Linked DNA regions of Mus musculus: region 1 is linked to region 2. The links are chromatin contacts, called in public HiChIP or PLAC-seq maps. All regions are on one chromosome and are shown on one strand. The core of a region is the stretch at or near the end of the contact, and the rest is flanking DNA. Distances in the headings are between cores, read along the strand shown. Region 1 has its middle 7.7 kb from the start of Gsx2. Region 2 overlaps Scfd2 (Sec1 family domain containing 2).

Region 1 (2,700 bases), core at 195-2,694, 660 kb before region 2:
GACCATCAAAGAACTCAGGGACAGGACACACAGAGTCCTGAAGAGTCTCTCTCTCTCTTTTTGAGTTGAGAGAGCTGAAATGAAGCCAGAGACACTGAAAGAAGAAATTCAGTTTTTATGTATGTGAAGTAAGAAAAATAAAAGCCATCATCCTTGACAGTTTGTGAGGAATTAAGGACTGCTGGCCCATTGTGCCTAAAGTCTGATTATGATTATTGTTGTTGTTGCTCAGCACCTCAGCTGTCCTCAGAGCAGATGCCATCAGAGGCTCTGGGTGTGGCTTCAGCTCAGGGCTAAGTTCTCCCAGACCTGTCCTCCTTAGGCTTCAAGGCTTTTGCACCCACTCTGGAGAGCCCCTCTCCTTGGCTCCTTCAACCTTCCATTTCTGGGCAGCAGCCTCATGGACCTGAGATGTGCCAGGGATACCGCACCACATCCCACTCCCTACCTAGTCCAAAGTCCCATTCCTGCCTTCCCTACTTGGGGCTGTATCCTAAACTTTGAAACTTTCCCCCAAGTAAACAGCTGTATGCTCACCCACGTATGAAGGAGGGCTCCATTTGAGGGTATAATGGTCCTCACAAGACCACCCTCTTCAAGAGCCTTGTGTGTCAGGGAGACAAAGTAGCCTTGCCCACATAACACAGTTAATCCCAGCAGCCCTCCTAGAAAAAGTGACATCACCTCAGCTGTTTGTGGGGCAGAGCCCCTGCCTATGCAAGGTCAATGGCTTAATCTAGGTCTGACAGGTAGAGATGCCAAGGCCAGGACTCAGATCTCATCTCTCTAAGGTGGGGTTCTAGACAAGTCTGCCAGCAAATATGTATGGGCGACCGTTGTGTGCCTGGCAGTAGGCTAACACTTCACACGGTGTTTCTCTCCCACAATGATGCTGTGGGGAAGGTACATTTATTATGTCCTCTTTTTTGTTATGGTCCAACCCTTGCTTCATGTGGCTTTCCAACATACTAAAGTTCCAAGGCTCGGTCAAATGGTTCATGTGACAAAAAAAGAGCAGACTGGAACTAAGAGGAGGGTAGGGGTCGGGAGCCTTATTTTATGCACCCGTGTCCAGAACACAGGAAGCTCTGAATGAAATCAAAACCTCATTATTTTATTTCAAAAGCTCACTACAATCAGTCTGAATTTCTGTAGGTTTAACTTCTGGTTGGGTATCTTTCCCAGATGACTTCAAATTGCACCTAAGCAGAAACTGGGTCTGTTGTGTTAACTCTTAGTGTTTGTCAGACAGGCAGTCCATAGTCCGCCTAGATGAGAAGTCATACCTGCTCTGAAAGTCTGGCTCCTCATTTCACAGGCAGAGAAACCGAGGCTGCGAAACACCAGAAAATAGCAGAGCCAGAATATTTGACCATGGTTTCTTCTTCCCTCTTCTGAGGGAGGATCTCACACAGCAGCCAAGAATGGCCTCAACTTGCATCTTCCGGCCTCAGCTTCCCAAGTGCTGCACTTTCAAGCTAAGTCCCTCTTCTCTTTTCATGCAATTCATAGCTCTCAGTGGACGGTGTCCTCAGATCAAAATGGACAGAACCTGGCCACCCAGGTTGTGCAGCTGAACCGATCCCAAGTTCATGCATTTGCCCCGTCCGGGTGCAGAGATTCATACAGTAGCCCCAGCGTCAGGGTATCCTGCGGGTCACCCTGCTCTCCGAGCGCTCGGCTGCGCCCTCCCGGGTCTCCCCCTCTTCCTTGTCAAGCTCGCGGGATAAAAACAAATGAATCCACACGGTTGCACCGACCCATAGCCTCCCAAACAAGGCACCATCAATCCCTAACCCACCTGAGCAGCTGCCCTTCAGGGCAGAGCCACCACAGGTGCGCATGCTCCCCCTCCTCCCCTGAGCCCGTGCGCATGCGTGGGTGTGGGGCGGGAGAACTTGAGCTTGTAGGCAAGCGCCTGAGTATGTGGCGTGTGTGCTGGGGGAGGAAGGGTAGGCGGGAGTACATGGACTTGAGAATCAGTGTGAAGGTGAGACATAGTGTGTGCGAGGGGAGTGTGCGTGTCCGCACTGTGTGGAGTGCGTGGGGACCCATGGATGCGCTTTGTGCAATGCGAATTTGTGAGCACGCCAGTGCGGGTTCGAGGCAGACACTGTGTGCGCGCGCGGGGTGCTGGGGGGGGGGGGGGAAGAGACGGACGTGTGAGCTGAGGGCATGGCTAGGCCATCTAAAGGGAGTTCCCCTCCAGTCAGAGCCAGGGTGCACCGCCTTGGGCTCACCTCTTTCACTGCCTCAAAGTTTGCTCTTTGCCTGGCGGATCATCTTTCCATTCATTTACATGACCTGCTTTGATGGTGTGCCAACAGATGCCAGACTGTGTTAGGCGCTGGCGGTGGGTGGGGGTGGAGGGGACAGACCAAAATTAAATAGCTTTACATCTCATGCATCATCTGCATACACTGGAAATTTGGGGTTTCCTGTTTCTGTGTGACTGCTTTGCAAAATGTCAGTGAACCACAGAGAAGTTGCCCTCTTGCCTGTAAATCAAGGAGCATGAAGTAGCTAATGAGACCAGAGACTCTACACAGAAAGGCCCTCCATAACAAGGCCTTGTCAGTCTCTCTGACCATTCCAACTGTAGGCCTCCTGGCTCCTCAGCTTTGCTTCCCGCATGGCCGTCTCTGTCTCCTCTTCCTTTCCTCAACTTGAGGTCTTGCCTCAGACATCATTTTCCCACGT
Region 2 (2,700 bases), core at 111-2,610:
TTCAAGAGGACAAACAGTTAAAATTTCACACCCTATCACAAGCAACTGTTCTTTCTCAGCGAGAGCTCCATGCTCTAATGTGGAGCTTCTCATTTTCTACCTTACAGACTGCTTGCGTTAATGCCCTCTTGTCTCTGTAGCAAAGGACCTCAAACTTCGAAACACACATGTAACACTTTATCATTCTGTAGAACTTACTGAATTAGCATTAAGTGTTATGTGGGATGTCTTCTTCTCCAGAGACGTGAGAAGGATTTGTTTCCTTGTTCTTTCTGTTTCCAGGGCCTCTGTATTCATTGGCTTGTGCTTTCTCTCATCAGTCTTCAGGGACAGGACTGTTGCCTCTCTTTGTTACCTCATCAATGGGCATAGCTGGGAAAAGTGCCCACCTGTAAGAAAGCCTGGGATTAGGTTGGTCCTGCTCACATAACCCAGGATCATTGCCTCATCTCAACAGCTGCAGCGTTAGCGCTTGACCTTACACTGCCCCCCATGGGCTCGTGTTGTTCACGAGACCTCAGCTTATAGTGGTATTTTTTTTCCATTTTTTATTAGGTATTTAGCTCATTTACATTTCCAATGCTATACCAAAAGTCCCCCATACCCACCCACCCCCACTCCCCTACCCGCCCACTCCCCCTTTTTGGCCCTGGCGTTCCCCTGTTCTGGGGCATATAAAGTTTGCGTGTCCAATGGGCCTCTCTTTCCAGTGATGGCCGACTAGGCCATCTTTTGATACATATGCAGCTAGAGTCAAGAGCTCCGGGGTACTGGTTAGTTCATAATGTTGTTCCGCCTTATAGTGGTATTTTTAAGAAAGTAAACCTTTAACGACAGTGAGTGGGTTTTCAACCTGTGGGGTTATGACCCCTCTGGAGTTCAAATATCAGATATCCCACATATCATGTTTACCTTATGGTTTATAATAGTAGCAAAATTATAGTTATGAAGTAGCAACAGAAATAATTTTATGGTGGGGGGTATCTCTACAACATGACAAACTGTATTAACAGATCACACAATGTTGAGAGCCATTGCTCTCAGAGCTAGAGCCTGGTTTGCAGAAGTCACTAGGTGTGGACCCCTGAAGGTAATAGCTACCATGGGTTCTCACTGGCCTTTGTGGCTTCCTGTCTGCTGAGTGTGACTAGCCTGTAACACAAGTTTCCACTGTCACAGGGTGGTCTGTTTCTGCTGACACGCCTTCTCCAGTGTGATAAACAGAGATCCTTTAAAACCACAAGCTAAAAGGGATGTTGACAACCTTGGGTTGCTTTTGTCGAGACGACACACAGAGTGGTTAGTGTGGAGAACTGGAGCCAGGAGAGCAGGTGCTGCTGGGATAAACTTGATCACGTGGGTCTATCGGGCCTTTGACCTGGCTTTTGGGGCCAGGAGGGAGGAGTTTGGAGGCATGGGAGTTACAGGAGCTTTCCAGAGTGCTATAACATTTTTATTTTCCTTTTGTTAAGGGGTGTGTGTGTGTGTGTGTGTGTGTGTGTGTGTGTGTGTGTTTGTGTGTGTGTGTGTGCCTGAGCAGGCCATAAGATGATACTGCATTCACTAAAACTGGAGTTACAGGTGGTTGTGAGCCATCTGATATGGGAGCTGGAAACCAAACTCGGATTTTCTGGAAGAACAGCACGTGCTCTTAAATCACAGAATAGTCTCTCCAGCCCGGGGGGGGGGGGGGGGAGCTTTTCTTAAGGGCTATTCTGAAGGGTGCCTGGAAGACCAGACTACCAATAAAAATGCAGAGCATAAGGAGGACTCATGAGGTTTCAGATAGAAGTAAAGACCCTGTTAAGAACTGGGCTTGAAGCTCTGTGACCTTCTGGCAAATCTGCCTATATTTTTCCCATGTCTTGAACATTTGAATAAAACCACATTGAAAAATAATGGACTAATCTATTTGGCAGATATAATTCTCAAAATATAATGTTCATGCTGTGGCATGGTTAATGTTTCCTACTTTTTGCCTGGCTTAACGCAAGAGTCCAGAGCAAAATCAGAACAGAGAACTTTGAAAGGCATGGACCGGGCAAGCAGTGGAACGTAGAGACAATTATAGTTGTGTTCAGGGTGGGCACAGGTGACGATGCAGCTGTACTTGTGAGGTGACTAGGAGGCCTTAGTCCATGGCAGTAAAGCACACACTTTGCACTGGGGAGTAAGAACTGTTTCTTAAAGGCAAGCCCTCACAGGTTGAAAGCCCAGGCTGCTGAGTGCCTGAGCATCTAGACCTGGGAAACTGTTTCTCTGGGAAGCCCTTGTCCCTTGGCAACCAGGCAGAAAAGCTCATGGTTTGACTCTGAAAGGCCCCATCGGACTTGTGCTTCAGACCGAAATCTTCAGCTTATGAGACTATTCTCATAGTGGAGGTATGGGGAGGCGAGGCCTCCTTAGCAGACATGGCTCACTAGGAACGAGTTTTCCTGGCCTGAGTTCCTCCTTTCTGTCTGCCACGATATGAACAGCCTTTGCCTCAGGCTGCTGCCAGGGATTGAGCTGCTCCTAATGTCTAGCTTTCTCAAACACTGAAATCTTTCTGCAACTGTAAGCTGAGATAAACTGTCCTCTTTTGTGCTGTTTCTAGAAGGTGTGTGATCGCAGAGATGAAAGTACGTCACAGTCTTCATCACATCTGGAAAGCCTCTGTACAGCCACAGACTGCAGGAAGTGGGGCATCATTCTGCCCTT

What was found. HiChIP or PLAC-seq counts read pairs in DNA pulled down with a chosen protein or histone mark.
Region 1: an H3K27ac HiChIP or PLAC-seq map of regulatory T cell precursor shows a contact between it and region 2, with 6 times the contacts expected there. The contact joins two enhancer-like sites. A contact is called at or near these places in 2 of 39 promoter capture datasets (liver and maxillary cranial neural crest), 4 of 115 datasets of contacts at active chromatin or transcription factors (embryonic forebrain, memory CD8 T cells, neural tube and 1 more) and 2 of 9 other capture datasets (embryonic stem cells and embryonic trunk).

Annotation. Positions count from the first base shown.
Region 1 is chr5:75,066,520-75,069,219 of GRCm38.p6, reverse strand. No RefSeq gene overlaps it. Among named protein-coding and RNA genes, the nearest start is that of Gsx2, 7.7 kb to the left of the region's middle. Within about 2 kb of position 1,444, at least 105 of the 459 cell types and tissues checked have an H3K27ac peak or open chromatin away from gene starts, as enhancers often do. A contact at or near this core is called in memory CD8 T cells and regulatory T cell precursor, where this site is marked.
Region 2 is chr5:74,402,836-74,405,535 of GRCm38.p6, reverse strand. All of the region lies in intron 4 of Scfd2 (Sec1 family domain containing 2), which reads left to right. Among named protein-coding and RNA genes, the nearest start is that of Gm32064, 88 kb to the right of the region's middle. Within about 2 kb of position 1,360, at least 66 of the 459 cell types and tissues checked have an H3K27ac peak or open chromatin away from gene starts, as enhancers often do. A contact at or near this core is called in memory CD8 T cells and regulatory T cell precursor, where this site is marked.